Regions from separate parts of the Mus musculus genome. Here regions 1, 3, 4 and 5 are each linked to region 2. Evidence: chromatin contacts called from public HiChIP or PLAC-seq and promoter capture Hi-C data. All regions are on one chromosome and are shown on one strand. The core of a region is the stretch at or near the end of the contact, and the rest is flanking DNA. Distances in the headings are between cores, read along the strand shown. Region 1 holds the start of S100a10 (S100 calcium binding protein A10 (calpactin)). Region 2 holds the start of Them4 (thioesterase superfamily member 4). Region 3 holds the start of S100a11 (S100 calcium binding protein A11). Region 4 has its middle 17 kb from the start of S100a10. Region 5 holds the start of Psmb4 (proteasome (prosome, macropain) subunit, beta type 4).

Region 1 (3,670 bases), core at 341-2,840, 760 kb after region 2:
GTTGTATTTAGGAAAAGCCAGGGAACAGCATCACTCAGAAATTAGGGGAACCCAAATAACTGCTCTATGCCAAGCAGACCAAAAACAAACAAACAAACAAACAAACAAACAAACAACACTACTCTTAGACTGTCAGTGACAGTGCATAGGCAATGGGAGGAGGACTAAGGTAAATGAAATTTCAGGGAGTTATATGAACTCCTCCTTCCTGCTCCAACGTCGGGCATTATCGTTTGCAATTTGCTGAAACACACCGAAGGCAAGCTCTCTGACAGAGAGTTTCTACCTAATTTGAAGTATAACATGCAAAAATCCACTCCTGGAAGCTGAAACTGAAGCTTGGGGAATGGGGGGGGCGGGGGGGAGAGAGACAGACTTGGAATGGTTCTGCCAGTCTAATTACTGCCCTTCCAGGCAGCTCAGACAAGAAACCCCTCCTGCAGGTTGGTGGCCAGTTAGTTGTGACTCATTTCCTCTTGGAAAATGCCCTGGAAGATGGCACAGTTCCTCTTTTCCTTCAGGGAGCGATCTGTTCAAACCATCCACAGAGAATCAGCAACCAGCTAGGCCACACCCAAGGTCTCACAGCTGAGTCACAGGCCACAGATCACTAGGAGAATCCAGGAACCCTTTGTGCTAGCCCCACCCTGCAGAATGTGTCTGGCTTTCCTGGGGTGGGGGGTGGGGGTAGGAAAATGAGGGAGGTGGGTCCTGTGGATTTCAGAATGTGGATCCGGGCTCTGCTGGTCTGTCACATTTCTGTTTTGCTTGCCACCCACTCAGCAATTTCTCCAGAGTCCTCCCAGGCAGGGCTAGGAAAGAGGTCAGTCATTCCTGTTGCCAAGCTCAGGCCGTGAAGCAGGTACGTCCCTCTCACTGCACCACATGAAAATTAATCCCAGACTGAAGATTCTTCACCAAGCCTGCTCTCTCGTTCCATCTCTCTCTGGTTCCCTTTATTTAATCCGAGTAGCTAGAGGAACACTTGGTAGAGAGACAGAAAGTCCTACTTTAAAGATCCTTCCGAAGCAACCTGGAATTTGCACTGAGGCTAAGGCAACAAGCAGAGCAGGGTCCTTCAGAAAGGGAATCCTCCAGCTGCCAAGCCTCCAGTCCTCCCTGGCCAAAGCGGCTCAAACAGCCTGAGCTCTGCCTGTAGCCTGAAGCTTCATGGAACTGCCAACTAGGACAGAGCGCAAGCAGGTTCTGCTAAACTCCAGTTAACTCTAAGACTAGTTGCAAAGTAGAAAAGATGAGAATGAAGAACCACATGCCGAAAAGGAGAACAGAACAGCGGCTCCAACGCCAGGATGGGGTAGCTCCAGACAAGACTGGCCTCCGCCCCAGCGAGTCTGGGGGCATCCGAAGCAGTGTGCGAGCTGGAGGGGTGGCCCCACCCAGGCTCGCGGGGCGCGGCTCCTCGCGAAGCCTGGCTGGAGGCCGAAGCAAGCGGGTGTGGGGTTCCCAGAGGGCAGATATTAGGTGCGGGACTCACCTGGGCCCCGAAGCGCAGCAGTCCTTGGAAGAGCTGGGCACACCACGATGAGGCTAGTGCCGAAGACCGCGCGTCTTTGTACGCGAGGCGGGTACAGAGGGCGGAGGCGCCCCGGAGCGGGAGGAGCCTGGAGGGCAGGCATCTGCCCTCCCCACCCATCCCTCCCTTCCTGCCCCCCACCCCGCCCCACCAGCGCTCTCTCTCTCTCTCTCTCTCTCTCTCTCTCTCTCTCTCTCTCTCTCTCTCTCTCTCTCTCTCTCTCCTTCTCTCTCCAAAACACAAGGCAACACACACGCACACACACACCCTTCCCACTCTGCCAACAGACTAACTTTGCCCGTCCCCAGGGACAGCCCTATTGTAAACGTCCCTGCGGAAGAATGCTCTTAGTATTTCAGGGCATTCTCATCCAGGGCCGTGCCCTTCCTCTCAGGTTTGATTTTAGAAAGTGGGTGAGTGTAGAAATAAGAATCCAGCCGTCTCGGGAGGCACAATGGCCAGAACCAGAGCCAAGAGCCTCTGCGAGAACCTGCAGGGTTAGGAATAATTTCCTAGATAAGCAGGAGGAACGCTTCTACACCTAGCTTGCTCTAGGACCTGGTCTTGGGGTCGCCTGTGTTGAGTGCAGAAGCAAGGCCCCTGGGCTTCAGCCTAGCCTTGCCACCACTGAGTGGTGAGGATCAGGGCGTGTCCTAGTGCTTGTCAGCTTCAGGAGCTTCTTTGTTACAGGGTTCACCTTTCCTGGTACAGTTTGTGATTTTGCTTGGTCGATAGTTTCAGCTGTGGCCAATATTACTAAGATCTGTTTCGGAGCCCCCTTCTTGACTCTACTTGGCTCTAAAAAGCTCTTTGGAAGAAACTTCTGGAAGATATTTAGAGACGACTGAAGTGTATCCTAACTGACAACCACACCCTTCCCTGATACTTAACATTATTTGTGGTTTGGGATTAAATGCAGTTATTGGTGACACAGCCCAGTCCCTAGCACTGGGGTTTCCCCTGTTCCCAGGGGAAGTCCTAGAAAGGATGAGAGATTCCAAAGGGATAAACAGAATTAGGGAATTCTCTATGCGCCACCACGTGACAGTCTCGGCAGAGGTCAGGAAAATCCAACTTGGATCAGCTCTGTTTTCTCCAGGGTCTCTGAAACCTCAGTTCTGGCTCTTCAAAAGCAGTTTTTCCTTCCAAATCTTCCCACAGGCCTCCCCAGGTCGTCGCAGCTGTGGAGGAAATCTCAGGGAAAATGTGATCGAATTTAGAATACTCCTACTCACTGGTTTTCTGGGGCATGAGCCTTAGAATGTTTAGTTTGTGCTAGAGCCTGTTGATTCAGAGATGGGGAATCAGTTTCTTCTTTCAAAGAGCGCCGAGGTTTCTGAAGATATTGTAAACAATTCCCTATGGTTGATGAGCAGTACAAGAATGTTGGACAGGGGCTTCTAAGGCCCCATAGTGGGGCAACAGTCTGATTCACAGAGGAAGCAACATTTGATAAGAACTCAACAATTAATCATTGTGATTCTTTAATCTGAAAATCTATTATAACCTTTTGGGCAGGTATAGAGGTATAGAGGTGTCGGAGTGCTTTTTAAAAAGTTATTGTGTGTCTGTGCATGTGCCTCCATGTACATGTGTGCCAGAGCACATACGTGGCACTGTGAGAACAGTTTTCAGGAGTCAGTTCATTGGTGTGGAATTTGGAGCTAGAACTCAGGTCATCAGGCTTACACAAGAGCACCTTTACCCTCAGAAACCCCATTGACCCAAATACCACATTCCCTTTGTGGAGGGTTTGGAAAACAGCAGCTAAAACAATAATTATTTATAAATGTATGGACCAAATAATAACTATTTTCATGTATTTTGTTCTAGTCCTATACATATGGTTATATTGATTTTTTTATATTGATTTTTTTTTAGATTGACAGTATCCTCTTTTGTTCCTTAGTATTCATTCTCTCCCCACCCCTCAATATTTTTGAGGTGCCAGGCTTAATCGGGATTGAGCCCAGGTCTTCTCACATGCTAGGTAAGTCCTCTACTACTGAGTTCTATCTCTGGCCCACTTTTGCTTTTTCTGTGTCGCTGTTTATCAAGATCACCATGATCACTCACTCGTTTCCCCCCTTTTCGTTCCTTTAGTGATTTTTTTTTTCAATCTGCTAGCAAGGCTGT
Region 2 (3,575 bases), core at 739-3,238:
AATGCTCAATTCCCATAAAGAGCCTTCAGCACAGTAACAGCATTGGTTTTTACAAAGTTTCACCAAGTGCAAAGGATGAGTTAAAATAGTGAGAAAAAAGCAAAAGTAGCAAAGACTGATAAAAATCTGGGCTAGCTATAGCCCAGAGCCGAACTAGGTACAGAGGAACAAGAAGAGAAGGTTCAAGTGACACTCAGTGCTAGAACCCAGGGAAATGGGAGTTACTAACCCCAGGAAAGAGGAAGCAGAGGAGTCTTGGATGATTCCAGACTTGTGGTTTGGATGGCAAGGTTAGAAGTAAAAGATGCTTGCTAGTGTGAACGTGCAGATGGCAGAGAATGGGAGTGAAGCTACTAATTTCAGTTGGAGCCATGCCGAGCTACCTTCTGGACACCACAGTGTTGTGGGAAATAAAAGAAACTCAACTTTCAGTTCAAAGAGGCGAGGTCTAAGCGCTACTTGTGGTGAATGCACTTGTAAATTCATAGCACAGGCTATGAATAAAGGACAAGTTGTAGGGATAATCATTACCCTTTGTTCTCAGCAGGGGAAAGGTCATGCTTGATCTTTAGTTATACATTTATGGAAGTTGGACTTGTACTTGTAAAATAAGTTATGACTTTTTCTGCCTCCTTTTAAGATACGTTACTAAATCAAAAGCAGCATGATGAAAAAAAAAAAAAGGCCTGCAAATACTAATGCTGTAATGTTCTCAGCTCAGCACAGACTGCCAGGCTCCAACATGTAATTAAACTAATTCATATTTGTTGTTGTAAGACTAGCACGAATCATTTTCTTTTCTAATCGGCAAGATGGTACCTGGCTGATGTCAATACATCAACATTCATCATTATTTTAAAATTGTGTGTGTGTGTCTATCACCCAGGGCCTCCAGCCCTCTTATTGTCTAGCAGGAAGCTGCAATAGCTTGAGAGAGATGCCACTCCCCTAATAATCAAAGTTCTTTTTCATTTCTCAATACAGAGCTGTTCCCTGTCAGCTGTCGTTCTTTATTACAACACATTGTATACAAACATTTGATTTGGCAAACTGATCCCATTCTCCCAAATTAAACCCGTAAATTTCTTGGGCGGAACGTTTTTTCCCCTTAGCTAACTATAATACGACCTATCGTCAGTGGCCAATCACACCTGACATATATGATAGTCTTTAAACTAACAGGCTCCCATTAGACAGTTTGGGCTAACTCTATCGAGCCAGTCCAAGAGCAATTTCTTTGATAGAGACAGTTCTTACTGTCGATATACATTTTCAGTACACACGGACACACACGCGGGCGTGAGTTGGAGCTCAACAAGTATTGACTACATCAATAGAACAAAGGCAGGGATAAAAATATGGACAGGCAACATTTAAGATTTACATTCCAGGTATGCTAAATGCTTCCCTTGCATTATCTCATTTAGTCTCATAACATCCTCTAAGATGATGAAAACGGGCTAGAGAGGGAGTAATTATCTGACAATCAGAAGTCTACTTCTTCCTGAATTGGTTATAACGAATCAGAGTCTATCAGGATTAGATCCCTGCTAAGGATAAATGGTCTTCTCCAGGGGTCAATAATGGCTCTTTCACAGTTTTCTGGGTGACCTTGCTTATCCTTTCTTATTATCTCAGTCTTAGTAGTGGCGATCCCATCCCTGCAGACCTAGTTCAACCTTGAGTCACTTTCCCTTCCGGCTCCTCCCGATTCGAATCTCAGGGCAGAAGAGCCCAAGAGCCCCGTCACAGCCAGGGGCAGGTGTTAGCTTAGTCTCGGTCGTGCTGTCTCCCCTTCTCGCCCCACGAAAGCAAGCGTCCCGGGACTCACCCTAGCTGCTCCTGGCCGCCTCGCAGGCGTGGCCCCAAGAGTGCGCAGGCGCATAGCGCAGTTTCTCAGCATTGCTCAAGCCGAGGGCAGGACGCTGCTCTCTGCTCTGTTCCAGAAAGAGCCACACTATCCACACGCCGACTCTGGGCTATTAACTGTGGAGGCGGGCGGGTGGAGGGCGGAGCCGCGCGCCGCCCACAGTGCTGGCGCCTCTCCGAATCCGGGCGGACCGAATCCTCTACACCCGCTTTTGGTTCCGGGAGATTTTGCGTCCGGCTCTCAGCCACGGTTACTGCACTGGCGCAGCGAGACAGCCTAGTTTAGTTCCTTGTTCACAGGCAGTTTAACGCTCCAGCCAGCGAAAGACTCATCATCTCGGCCGAACAGGAGCACACACAAGGAGTGGATAACCACTAGGTGCGGGTTGATGGTGTTGGTCTTCTGGGTGTAGAACACGTGCACATACATTTAAAACTCTGTCAGTCTCTACTATTTAACAGGTACACTCTTCAGGTGCCCCTTCTCTCCGCACGCGCGCATATGTGTCTGTGTACTGAAAATGTATATCAACTTTTACTCTAGTAAGAACCGTCTCTATCAAAGAAATTGCTCTTGGTCTGGCTCGATAGAGTTAGCCCAAACTGTCTAATGGGAGCCTGTTAGTTTAAAGACTATCCGTTGATTCACTGATTTGTTCTTTCTGTGCTGGGAACAGAAGAATCTCAGTGTCCCACAAAGGAATACAGAAGCAAAGCAATTATTTTTGTCAAAGGGTGCACCAAGATCCAACTACAGTTAGCAAGCACACAGGGGACAGGTGGTGACTGCCCCACGCTCCCCTGACCCCAATTGCCCGGCGTTTGTTGTGATTGACTAGTTTTAAAATGATAATTACAAAGGAAATGAAAAACTAATAGAAGGAGTTGTGGATAGTCTAATATTTGGATAGTGGTGTCATAAAGCATTTAATTCTAGCACTTAGGGGCAGAGGTGGGTGGTTCAAACCAGCTAAGACAACATAATGATACCTTATCTCAAAAACCTAACCAAACCAAACAACAAAAAGCAAAACAAAAACAAAGAAAGGAAGAGAAATCTGCATTGAGTTGGAGATATGGTTCGTAAGTTTAAAAGCAATGGTTAGAATCTGAGCGCCCACATGGCAGCTCACAGCTGTTTGCAATTCCAGTTCCAGGGGATTGGATACCCTCTCTTTCTTTTGGTTTCTGTGGGCACCAGGCATGCATGTGGTGCACAGACAAAACACCCATATAAATAAAGTCAAATAACAATAATAATAGTTGTTCTCTACTCTGTTTCACAGTGAGTCTTATATGCCTTCAAGTTCTTCTGTCTTTTACCTAAGACACCCTTTTTTTGTTTGTTTTTTGTTTTTTGTGTTTTGTTTTTCGAGGCAGGGTTTTTCTATGTAGCTCTGGCTGTCCTGAAACTCACTCTGTAGACCAGACTGGCCTCGAACTCAGAAATTCAACTGCCTCTGCCTCCCAAGTGCTGGGATTAAAGGCGTGTGCCACCACGCCTGGCCAAGACACCCATTTTTATCTGAAAGCTTTCTCTTTTGTTGGAGGCTAGAGCTAGAGGTGCCTGACATGAAGGAATAGAGTTGGTTACATACCACAATTCTAGACAACAGCGAGAGTACAATAGGAAAGGGATTAGGGACTTTATTTTTGAGTTTCTAAGGTCAGAAAGACAGTGGTCTAATGACATCCTGAGAACTGCC
Region 3 (3,575 bases), core at 421-2,920, 790 kb after region 2:
ACACCACAGCCTAGAAACAAGTGTTTACACAACATGCTCTTCCTATCAGAACTAAAATCTAGCTGCCTTATTAGTGTGTCACATGATAGCAGGAGAGTTGGCACGGAGGACTCGCTAGACTGGGGAGGAGGTTCCAGGCCTATAGATGCTCCTTTCTTCTTTCCCTTAGAACAGAGGGCTCAGATGGGAAGGTTTTGCCCATGTGGAGCAGCGGCTGAAAGAGAGGGCACGGCCCACACCATCGCCCTTTTGCATGATGGGAACAGTGACAGCAAGGAAAACCCCACTGTGAAAGGACGCAGTGAGATCCTTTTAAAACGCAACCTAAACACCCAACGTTCCAGGGAAGCTTCCCCTTGACAGAAATATGTGAAAAAGAGGGAACCACACCAACTATCTCTTTCTCAACCAGCACCAAAGCTCTTCCTTCAAGTGTTCAGGGTCTCATCTATCTCCTTTCACCTCATAACCTGTTGGTGCTGGGCCCTAGGTACCCTGTGTGATGAAAAGGGGAAGAAGGAAACAATAAGTAGGAAGTGATGAAAGACTGACACACCAAAGCAGGGGTCCGCAAGCTTTCTGTTGCTGTTATTTGCAATAAAGGGACAGCTGTGGATATTTTTTAGCTCTTTATGCTCCATAAGATCTTATCACTCTTGCCATAGTCAGGCAGCAAGGGTGAGGATACATAAAGCAAAAGGGTGTGGCGGTGCCTGTAAACTCTATACATTTGATTTTCATGCCATTCTCATGCATTACAAGGGATTCTTTTCCTTTTGAATGTCTTCCAACCATTTAAAAACATAAAAATCTATAATTAGTTTGGGACTAGGGCAAAAACGCACTTGGGCCTCTCTCCAACATTTGCTGATCCTCTTTGAAGAGTCAAAGGAAGGGGTAGATTTTGGAGGGGATGTGAATTACTGGAAACATTTTTTAAAGAAACGAGGGGAACTGAAGTAGCAGGTAGGAGACAGGCAGGTGATGTAGGGAGTGGCTAAAAAGATGGCTGGGAGTGGAGTAAGGGGGAGAGGAAAAGAGCGAGCTGGGAGGGACTGGCCTCCTCCCACATTCCTGTCTGTGGTTCCAATGGCTGCAACAGGCTCCGGTTTCTCATCTGTATGTCTTGGCTGTTTGCCTGCGGTTTCCCCGCAGCTGAGTCCCCCAGAATTCAGGAAGGCTACGTTCTGAACCGCTTTCTTTCTAGTCTTCATGAACGCCTAGCGACGCTGCCCCAAGTTCTCACTGAGTCTGCAGCTCTCTGGCGGCCGCCACTGGTTGGGTTCAGGGGCTCACGGCCCCAGGGAGTCTAGCGGCCGCACCCAGCCCGGGCTCAGGCCAGTTAGGCAGCCGCACCCAGCCTAGAACTTATTTTGCCCGGGAGAACAAAAGACCGCCGTTTCTCCCCACAGGCTGTTATTAGGGTGTAATTTTAGGGCTTCCTCGTGCCCTCCACTCTTCTCTAATTGCCTCCCACAGTTTCATCTTCCCGATCCATTTTCTGCCACGTCCACACGTTAGTCCAAGATACACCCAGCCAAGAGCATGCGTAGCTCTTTGTTGTTTTCATTAAAAAGAAAAAAATCTAAAAAGTTCAAAAACTTATGCTTACCAAGTTGAGGAGCGAGGTCCGGCTGCGACTGTGGCTGACGGTGGCTGGGACAGGAGTGGCGGTCGGGGTCCGGGTCCCGCCCCTCAGCCTGACTCAGGCTGTGCCCGCCCCGGCCCCCGCCCCTCCGCAGGCCTCGGCCTGTCCCCATGTCGGTGCTCTAGACTCAGCTCACTGGTTGTAGTCCCTGTGACTCAACAGGTCTCTGTTCCTCTCTCCCTGGAATCTCAAAGATTTTTGGCTTTAGGGGAAGTCATGCCCCTAGCTCTTTTTCTATGCACGTGTCCATTTGCAGTTCAGGTCAGATAAGCAGAAAGAATGTGAGTCGTGCTCATCAAGTAGGTCCCTAGGAGCTGGGGCTGTCCTGCTACACTGAAGAAATTTAATAAACAGTTGTGATTTTTTAAATTTTTCTGACACGTGGTATTCCTGAGTAGCTAAAGCTGACTTTGATTCTCTATGTAGCACAGGCTAGCCTCAAACTTAGGACCCTCCTACCCCCGCATCCCAAGTGCTGGATTATAGGTGTGCACCATCTGGCCTACCTAAGGGCAGTGATTATTGCCAACAGAATATTGGTGATTATTGTCTAGAGATAATTTTCACCCTGCTTTCAAGTTTTAAAATGACAGTTAAGAAAACTCTTGCAGCTAAACATCTCCCTGTGCAAGTGCGGCATTTTCCTGTCTGTGTTTCAATAAAGTTGGGAATTGTATGACAAACTTCCAGCTTCTAATCCTTGGTCCACAACATCACTGCAGCACTTTTGGCAAGTACTGGCCCCTCTGAGCTTCCATTTTCCCATCTATAAACAAGCCATGCTGCCTTCACCACTTAGTAAAGGCACGTAGAATGTCTATCACATAGAGTGATGCCCTTAAGGAGACACCCCCCGCCCCAAAAAAAAGAACAACTTGCAGAGTAGATGTGAATAGGGCATTGTGTGAATGCTTCCTGGTTTCTGCTCCCCCAATTTCACCAGTCACAGTTCCTGTCTCTTGTTTAGGAACCCTTGAAGTCAGACATGGTGGCCCTTGCCTATAATCTCAGCATGTGCAAGGCTGAAGAGGGAAGACTACTGCAAGTTCAAGGCCAGCCTGTGGCCTACCTAGTGAATTCCAGAACGGCTTGGGTTACAGAGTAGGATTTTGTCTCATAAGAAAATTAGAATCCAAACCAAAACAAACACTCTTGTGTTTCCAACAATAATTCAAAAAATAATTAGATCCACCCTCTTTCCATTTCTGCCGATGATGTGACCATTTTCCCATTTTCCTTATTTGAAAACATTAGCACCATGTTTTTAAAAAAATTACTTTCTTACACGATTTTCTAAAATCATGGCCCTTGGAATTTCAGCTTACTGTGTGCTTGGACCCACCTGTCCTTCTTCCACACCTGCACTGATAGAGTTTACATCCCCACTCCCTTTTTCCATTGATTTTGCAACTGGGCCCTTGCCCTCCAATAAAAACATATTTAATCAATAAAAACACATTTTCCCAATGTGCAATTTTGATTGATTAACTGCTTACTTTAGAACAAAACACACAATAAAAGAAACAAAGTAACTTACTAATACTTTTATACCAAACCAAACTGCTGGGGACAGAAAGATGGCTCAGAGGGTAAGGGTGCATCCTCCAAGCCTGTTAACCTGGATTTGATCCCTGGAACCCAAATAGTAAAAAAAGAGAACCAATTTCTACATGCTGACCTTAAACCTCCACATGTGTGTTATGGTGAGTGCCCCCCTAATAATTAATAGCAAAATAAATATTTTTTAAAACCCAAATTTCTTGGCCTCTTTGTGTCCCTGAATAACCTGTTCAGCCTTAATGAATAAGCTAAAATATCAACTATTCCTTTGATTGCATTTGAGAACCTACTAATTGCCAAGCATTGTTCTGGGATCTGCAAATATAAACACTAGTGTGCTACAGTGCCTGCCTTTGAGAACCTCCAT
Region 4 (3,861 bases), core at 1,070-3,569, 770 kb after region 2:
TCCTCCATAAGTTACTTTTGCCTTGTATTTTGTCACAGCAACAAGAAAAATAACTTACATAAGAGATTCAGTGATTATGTACTGGGTGTTTGGAGATCAAAGATCATGACACAGAAACCATGAAGGGCCATGCCACAGATATTCTCATATGCTAAGTGCAGAGGCATCACAGACATTTAAAGTTTGATTATAAAAATAAAGAAGGGCTTAGAAAATGGCCCAGTGTTTAAAGTGCTCACAGTGCCTGGATCCTCAGTACCCATCTAAAAAGCTGGGCCTAGTAGCCTGACCTTCAATACAACACTAAGAGTAGAAACAGGATTTTGACAGCTAGGAGCTTGCTGGCCTATCCAATTAGAGAGTCCCAGTTTCAGTGAGTGACTCTGTCTCAAAAGTAAAGTGGAGAACAATAAAGGAAGAGGCCCAACACTGAACTCTGGTCTTCACATGTATGGCATGTCCCTCCAACCCACACACACCGAGAGAGAGAGAGAGAGAGAGAGAGAGAGAGAGAGCTATTGAGAGAGTAAAGAGCTTTTATTAAGGATAAATTGTAAGGTACAGAAATGTCAAGAGAAAAAAGGGGTCTTCAGAGATAATTATCTGTATTTTTAAAATACACTTAGTAAAAGCATATGTGTCTATCTACTACTGTAATGCTCAAAATTAACTCCTAAGCCCCACAGGCCCAAGAACTAGGTAACTTTCTGGAATGCTGGGAGCTGTAGTTCTTGGAAAATAACAAAGCCTCATGGGAAAGTACGATGGCCTATAGATTTGTCCTTATATACCCTAGTAACACATGGGTCAGGACCATTCTGAGCTGGGAAATTCCTGGGAACAGTCCTGACCAAAGTCCATCTCTTGGTCTATATTTAATATTTAATATAGCTTACTTTAAGTTTGGCCCAAAATGGTAGGTTTGGTTTTTCTGCAATGAATCTCAGGATTAACACTAGATCCTGGCTTCTCCAAACAGGCAGCTGAGCATTCACAACTGCTCACAGCTGCCTCACAGCTGACGGAAACGCAGTATCTCAGGCCTCACCTAGACTCAAGAGATCTGAAAGGACATGTCAGTAAGCTCTGATGTGTTCCACAAACTGTCATGCTGAAAGAATTTAGAGCAGAGGCATTGCTGTCTGATGAGTTAGGAAAAAGGCTCTTAAAGGAAAAAAGGAAAAAGACAAAACCAAGCTCACATAGTAGAAAATGTGGGATTGCAGCAAACAGAACAAGGAAGAAGAGATTATTGGTTAAAGTCAGGTTAACCTGACTCACATTAACCTGACCTTGTTCCTTATTTAGCTGTGAGACCTGGGGAAAGTCCTAAATTCTAGTGCCTCTGTTTCCCCATTTGTAAGCAGGTATTAGTGCTGGAGTCTTTAGGATTTTTTTAAGAGGAGTAACAGAAAATGTATAGAAAGTTCCTCGATGGCACTATGAATGATCAGTAAGTTATTATCTATGGTCATTATCACCATTAATATCAACAGGAAACATGCGACAGAGCCTGGTGAGCCAGATTACACTTTTATATTTTTGTAGAAATCTTTATGATTAAAATAAAAGGGGACAGGAGATTTAAAAACAACAAGTCTGGGGAGATGCATAGGGGACTGTGTTTGATTGGCTCACAACCATCTGTTACACCAGTTCTAGGGGATTGGATGCCCTCTTCCAACATGTGTAGGTGCTCACTACATGCACACAATGTGCAGACATACATTCAAGCAAAATACCAATGTACATAAAAATAATAAAAATTAAAAAAATAAAAAAGACAATAAATTGTGTCTATTTTATCTCTGTTTTCCAGTTAAGGAATGAAGATGGGACTCAGAACTTGTCCACTTCTCCCTATGTTTTTTTTTTCTTAATAATCCTGTGTTCACTTCCTGTCAACTGGTTGCTTGCTCTGCCTCTTGACCTATAGTTGACTTTATTTAATTCTGTTTACAATATTCAAGCGGAAAGATCTTGAATTAAAGGTAGGTGCTAAGGTTGAGCCACACCACAACTAAAAACATTTTTGTTCCCAGTAAATAACACAATCTCAAGGTTCACACAGTGATCAAATATCTTGCAAGAGCAGCATTCTGTGAGAGGAGGAGGGAGCACTGGTCACTTTACAGACCCCCCCACACACACACACACACACACAGTTCACACTGGATCTCTTCCTCAGCTGAGAATTAATCTCTTCGTGGACTTGCATCATTCCTTTCTGTTTGTTTTTCTGCATTCCTACTAGAAACTATGGTGACTTCTGGGTGATGTGTCATGACAGCACTGAAGCTAAGCTGCTGGGCAATAGGCAGTGACTCTGCACAGAGACATTGCTTAGCTTTGGTTTCATTCCCAACTGAGGAGGAGGTACAGGCTTATTTCTCCCCCTGCTGGCTGTGTTCCCAGGCCACTGAGGTCATTCAGATAGCCATTCCCAGCTAATCATGCAGACTTGCCTCTCCCTCCCAACATTCCTTCTTGACTGTGGCCATCTAGGAATGTCCTTAGTGGTTATAGGGAGAGGCTTATAAGATTAAGAAGAGTCAGAATCAAAGTATGCGTTGTCATAGTTACTACTTAGGTGTGGTCCAACCATCATCTCTCTCACCAAGTTACTAGATAGTACAATAAGGTCTTTGTGAGGTGGGCAGGTATGATAAATCACTCAGGTCTTCCCGGGCTCAGTGGGGAGGTAAAAGTCTATTCCTTATCACTGGGACTGGGCCATGAACTGGTGATGGAACACTCAGTTCAGGAGCCTTTATCTATTTGCCTAATGATTTAATTTATAGTATCTTTATTTAGTTCATTTTTTCTTCATATGTTCATGTTTTTATATTCTATACATTTGGGGGTTTCGTTGATTTACTTATTGAGCTTAGTTGAGCTTTTGACCACATATATGCTAAAGACCTTTCAGATTGGCCTCTTTTGTTCTGGTGAGGGTATCCTCTTTGGCAGATTGGCAAGGTGGCGTTGAAGTTTATAGAGTTCACTACTGTGCACAACTGCTGCCTTTTCTCCTTCATGTACCTACCTAACATAATGGGGCATTCTTTATCTTCCCAATTTCATTCTAGATAGAAGTCCCACCATCAATGTCTGCATCTTAACCATGACTTTGCTTGAACTTGGTGTGATGGTTTCTTGGATATGACATCAAAACAATAACATAAAATATTAAATCTATTAGACTTTTTCAATAGTAAACACTTTTGTGCATCAAAGAACACTATTTAGCTAGGCATGGAGCTACACTTCTCATCCCAGCACTAGGGAGGATGAGGCAGATGGACCACATATTCAAGACCAACCTAATCTGCACTATCTCAAAACAACAGCAGCAGCAACCAATTCTCTTGCTGTGGCAAGAGTAGAGTAATAGGAACCTAGGCACAGAGCAAGATTCCATAGATCCTTTTAAGAAAATTACAGACAAGCATGGGGAAAATTGTCAGTTTCAATTAGGTCAAGATGAAGAGAAAAGAGGCATAGGAGAAGATCCTGCCAACCACAGATAGGACTGAGCAAGTAAAGTGGAATGGAATATCCTAAAATCCTAGGCTAGAAATCTCCCACCCCCTCATCTCCAATGAACTTAAGCCTTAAACTTCATTGTGAACACAGTAAAACATACCCTGTGGCCAAAAGAAAAGAAGAGGAGGAGGAGGAAGAGGAAGAAAAAGAGGAGAAGGAGTGAAAAGGCAACCCCATAAAATAGGGGAAAACACTTGCAAATCATGTATTTTAAAAGTCTAATATCCTAGTATGCAAATTAACACATGAAACTTTTTTTGATGCCAAAAAATAACTTTGGGTGTGCATTTCTCAATTACAACAAAAGCTTAATTT
Region 5 (4,056 bases), core at 525-3,024, 580 kb before region 2:
CTGAACACCTGCAGGCAAAACACCCATCATACAAAACATTTTGAGAAGCAATGATGGTAGTTACTATTATTTTAGTATATGTATGGATGCAGCATGTGAGTGGCTGGTGCCCACACTGCAATATGATGTCAGACCCTATAGAACTAGAGTTACAGATGGTTACTAGCCACCAAGTAGGTTCTGTAAATCAAATCTGGGTCCTCAGGAAGAACAGCTATCTCTCCAGCCCCAAATAAACAAATCTTTTTTTTTTTTTTAAGAGCCACAGGGACATGTTCAAATAGATGGTAAACAGGGCTGGAGAGATGGCTCAGTGGCTAAGAGCACTGACTGCTTTTCCAGAGGTCCTGAGTTCAATTCCCAGCAACCACATGGTGGCTCACAACCATCTGTAATGGGATCCGATGCCCTCTTCTGGTGTGTATGAAGACAGCTACAATGTACTCATATAATAAATAAATAAATCTTTTTTAAAAAAGGATTGTATACACTAGAGTCTCTGAAGGAAATACAAGAGAATATTAGGCAAAATTAATATTCAGACAAATAATGTCTGGATTATATAGGAAAGAGCCTCTGTGGGGAGGGGAATCCTGGCCCCTGGGCTGGAAAAGTTCAGAGTAAAGGGTGGGTTGTGCCAGGTAGGGACTGAGGGATGCTGGGAGAACCTGGAGGCTATGTCGACTTGAATATGTTAAATATGCACCTCAGCCAATTGTTCTGGGTCAGAACTTCAACATCAATATTCTCTCATATGTGGAATCTAGGTGTGTTTGTATGTGTGTATTAGGTCAGGAAAGTAGAAAGGTGCTCATAAGGAAAAGGCTCTTTAGGGACCCGGGTGAAGGATTAGAAGGTAATAGAACACGTGTCAGTGGAAGCACGAAGGGTCTTCTTAGACAGGGAGGAGGAAGCAGGAAGACAGGGAAGGCACTGAGATGGGCACCAGTGAGGGTAGAGTAAAACGACATCTAGGATGAAAAGGCTGTAATGAAACCTATTGTTTTGTATGCTATCTTGAGGGGGCAGGGGAATTCCTCCACTGCCTCTAGTTCACTGTGGATTCTTTTTTCTTTTAATACAAGATCTCTCAGTAGTTCAGGTTGTCCTGGACTCTGAGTGTAGTCCAGAATGGTCTTGTACTGGAGGCATTCCTTCTGTTCCAGCCTTCTGAATACTAAGATTTTTCTCTTTCTCCCTCTTCTCTCCCCCCCACCCCCCCTTGTTCACCACATAAGTGCCTGGTGCCCTCAGGGCTAGAAGAGGAGTTACAGGTGATTGTCAGCCACCCCGTGGGTGCTTAGATTCGAACCCCAGTGCTATAAACGTGGGCCATCTCTCCCCTTGGTTTGTATCTTTTCTACCTTTTATTGACTGTAACGGGGTAAACCACTGTATCTTATGCTTCGGCTTCTTATCTATCAAATAAGTTGATAATGCCTGCTCTATTGGCCGGCTCTGAGAAGTAAAACAGTAAGAGAGCTTGGGTCCAGTGATTCTTCAAGCCTTGTTTTTGATATTGATCCAAAAAGCACATGGTAACAGGTCCTGGTGCTTGTCCCACACGGCCTGCTCCTCCTGAATTGTCAGAATACTGGGATCTAGGCATCCCTACTGCAGTGGGATACGGGGATGCGGCCTTGTGCATTTCTGTCAGTCTTGGCGGCTACTCTGGACCAGGACTCCTCAAACGGCTTTATAAATACAGAGCCGGAGTCCTGACCCATGGAAGAGGCAGGCAGGAAGAAGAGAGGCGTGGCAAAGGACCACTTCCGTTTCCGGTGACGCTAGCGCTTTCATTTCTGTCGGCTGAGGTGACTAAGATGGAAGCGTTTTGGGAGTCACGGGCTGGCCACTGGGCCGGGGGTCCGGCTCCAGGGCAGTTTTACCGCATCCCGGCCACCCCCAGCGGCCTCATGGACCCGGCGTCGGCGCCCTGCGAGGGTCCCATCACTCGGACCCAGTGAGTCGCGCTCTCACCGCGCCGGGAATGGGCGGCGGGCCGGGATGCGGGGACCTCTGATGCGCGGGCGCCAGCAATCGGGGCTCCGGCCTCGCGCTCAGGGACCCTTTTCACGATTCAGGAACCCCATGGTGACCGGGACATCGGTACTCGGGGTGAAGTTCGACGGCGGAGTGGTGATTGCTGCAGACATGCTGGGCTCCTACGGCTCCCTGGCTCGTTTCCGCAATATCTCTCGTATTATGCGAGTCAACGACAGCACTATGCTGGGTGCCTCGGGAGACTACGCTGATTTCCAGTATTTGAAACAAGTTCTCGGCCAGATGGTGTAAGTCGCCTCCAAGTGGAGCGGACAGCCTTCCGTTTATTATTCCTGTAGGCGGGATGGAGGGACTTGAGACTTTGGGTAATTGTTGAGACATTTGTGAATGTTTGGAATACTTTTTGGTATTGGGGGGGGTGGTCTTGGATTGTAGAATTGTGTGTAGAACAGGGAGTGGGATGGGGAGCCTGACCTGTTATCATTGCTTTCTCAATTGTATTTAAGGATTGATGAAGAGCTGTTGGGAGATGGACACAGCTATAGCCCTAGAGCTATTCATTCATGGTTGACAAGAGCCATGTACAGCCGCCGCTCCAAGATGAATCCCCTGTGGAACACCATGGTCATTGGAGGCTATGCTGACGGAGAAAGGTATTTGATAACTTCCTTGACCGCCTAACCTAGCACCTATGTAGTGTCTCTTCAGTCTTTAAACAGAATGGTTCTTTACACTTCTTTTGGTATTTGTGCTTGTGTAGTACTGTGTGTGTGTTTGTGTGTGCATGCATCTTCTGCATTGTGGATTCTAGAGATCAAACTTGGGTCATCGGGCATGCTGGCAAGTGCCCTCACCACCGAGCTATCCTGCTTCCCCACCCTCAGGCACTTTGACCCCAGAGAATTTCCATCTTTTAATTCAGACCTAATGGACACAGCTAAGAAATGGAAGATTAGATCAGTTCTTTGATGTGTTTGTCCCTCTAGCTTCCTCGGTTATGTGGACATGCTTGGTGTAGCTTATGAAGCCCCTTCACTGGCCACTGGTTATGGTGCATACTTGGCTCAGGTAAGTAGTGGGCCTAGCGATGGGGAGAAGAGAAATAGAAATGAGAAGGCAATGTTAATCTCTTTCCCTTGGAATTTTGATAAGAGAGGCTGGAATCCTAACGTTGGGCAGCTGGTTTTCTTTGTCTAAGGAGAATACGTTTACATTAACTTCCAGTGACAAGAAACAGCCTTGGAATGGAAACAGTGGCAGCCCTAGGCTTCCCCACTTTTAAGAGAGTCTTAGCTGGGCATGGTGGCACATATCTGTAATATTAGTGCACAGGAGGCTGAGGCCAGGAGGACCATGCATAGCAAGACTGCATGTATGTAGGCTGCATAGCAAGACTATTTCAAACACAAAACAAAGACTCCTTGGGTTAAGTCACTTTCCAAGGCTGACAGGCAGCCTGGGGTCACCATGGTGGAGGAGACAACCAGCACCTAAGAGCTGTTTTCTCACTTCTGCGTGCATGTGCACATACCCATACAAAAGAATTCAATGTCAAACAAACAAAGCCAGCACCTAATTCTTTTGAAACAGTGGGTAGAAAACTCATCCACTTTGGTGCCTGTTTACATGGGTTAGAGTAGGTTGCCTTCTGTTAAGCCAGTCTAATTTCTCCAATGTTTTGCCCGCCTGTGTAGCCTCTGCTTCGAGAAGTTCTAGAGAAGCAGCCAGTGCTGAGTCAGACTGAGGCTCGGGAGCTTGTGGAGCGCTGCATGAGAGTGCTGTACTACAGAGATGCCCGTTCGTATAACCGGGTGAGAAATGGGCTGGAAGGTACAAATTCTGGAGCCAGGCATGGTGGCACATGCCTTTAATCCCAGTAGGGAAACAGGGGTGGGTGGGACTCTGCATTTGAGGCGAGCTTGGTTTACATAGTGAGACGCTATCATTGCACGCTTTGCCTTCTTTCAGTTTCAAATTGCCACTGTGACTGAAAAGGGTGTCGAGATAGAAGGACCGCTGTCCGCACAGACCAACTGGGACATCGCTCACATG

What was found. Promoter capture Hi-C pulls out the DNA fragments that hold promoters and counts their contacts. HiChIP or PLAC-seq counts read pairs in DNA pulled down with a chosen protein or histone mark.
Region 1: a contact with region 2 is called in a promoter capture Hi-C map of pre-B cells, with 5 times the contacts expected there. The contact joins the promoter of S100a10 here to the promoter of Them4 in region 2. A contact is called at or near these places in 16 of 39 promoter capture datasets (3T3-L1-derived adipocytes, the C10 cell line, the HPC-7 cell line and 10 more) and 9 of 115 datasets of contacts at active chromatin or transcription factors (acute myeloid leukemia, embryonic stem cells, epiblast stem cells and 5 more).
Region 3: an H3K4me3 HiChIP or PLAC-seq map of stem cell-derived neural progenitor cells shows a contact between it and region 2, with 8 times the contacts expected there. The contact joins the promoter of S100a11 here to the promoter of Them4 in region 2. A contact is called at or near these places in 12 of 39 promoter capture datasets (the 3T3-L1 cell line, 3T3-L1-derived adipocytes, the HPC-7 cell line and 9 more), 2 of 484 Hi-C or Micro-C datasets (CD4 T cells and embryonic stem cells) and 1 of 115 datasets of contacts at active chromatin or transcription factors (stem cell-derived neural progenitor cells).
Region 4: a contact with region 2 is called in a FOXA1 HiChIP or PLAC-seq map of pancreatic cancer cells. The contact joins the enhancer-like site here to the promoter of Them4 in region 2. A contact is called at or near these places in 8 of 39 promoter capture datasets (the 3T3-L1 cell line, 3T3-L1-derived adipocytes, cranial neural crest and 5 more), 3 of 484 Hi-C or Micro-C datasets (CD4 T cells, Th1 cells and embryonic stem cells) and 3 of 115 datasets of contacts at active chromatin or transcription factors (forebrain, pancreatic cancer cells and stem cell-derived neural progenitor cells).
Region 5: an H3K27ac HiChIP or PLAC-seq map of extraembryonic endoderm stem cells shows a contact between it and region 2, with 8 times the contacts expected there. The contact joins the promoter of Psmb4 here to the promoter of Them4 in region 2. A contact is called at or near these places in 2 of 39 promoter capture datasets (hippocampal neurons and pre-B cells) and 1 of 115 datasets of contacts at active chromatin or transcription factors (extraembryonic endoderm stem cells).

What each region holds. Positions count from the first base shown.
Region 1 is chr3:93,553,037-93,556,706 of GRCm38.p6, reverse strand. S100a10 (S100 calcium binding protein A10 (calpactin)) reads right to left here and starts at 1,590. Exons shown (of 3, transcript NM_009112.2): 1 at 1,496-1,590.
Region 2 is chr3:94,308,545-94,312,119 of GRCm38.p6, reverse strand. It overlaps Them4 (thioesterase superfamily member 4), which reads right to left and starts at 1,988. Exons shown (of 6, transcript NM_029431.1): 1 at 1,832-1,988. The coding sequence starts at 1,903. It overlaps Gm36010 (a long non-coding RNA gene), which reads left to right and starts at 2,067. Exons shown (of 4, transcript XR_867460.2): 1 at 2,067-2,248.
Region 3 is chr3:93,518,591-93,522,165 of GRCm38.p6, reverse strand. S100a11 (S100 calcium binding protein A11) reads right to left here and starts at 1,670. Exons shown (of 3, transcript NM_016740.3): 1 at 1,613-1,670.
Region 4 is chr3:93,535,884-93,539,744 of GRCm38.p6, reverse strand. No RefSeq gene overlaps it. Among named protein-coding and RNA genes, the nearest start is that of S100a10, 17 kb to the left of the region's middle. Within about 2 kb of position 2,319, at least 73 of the 459 cell types and tissues checked have an H3K27ac peak or open chromatin away from gene starts, as enhancers often do. A contact at or near this core is called in pancreatic cancer cells, where this site is marked.
Region 5 is chr3:94,884,676-94,888,731 of GRCm38.p6, reverse strand. It overlaps Psmb4 (proteasome (prosome, macropain) subunit, beta type 4), which reads left to right and starts at 1,774. Exons shown (of 7, transcript NM_008945.3): 1 at 1,774-1,963; 2 at 2,085-2,291; 3 at 2,511-2,657; 4 at 2,991-3,072; 5 at 3,699-3,815; 6 at 3,973-4,056. The coding sequence starts at 1,824.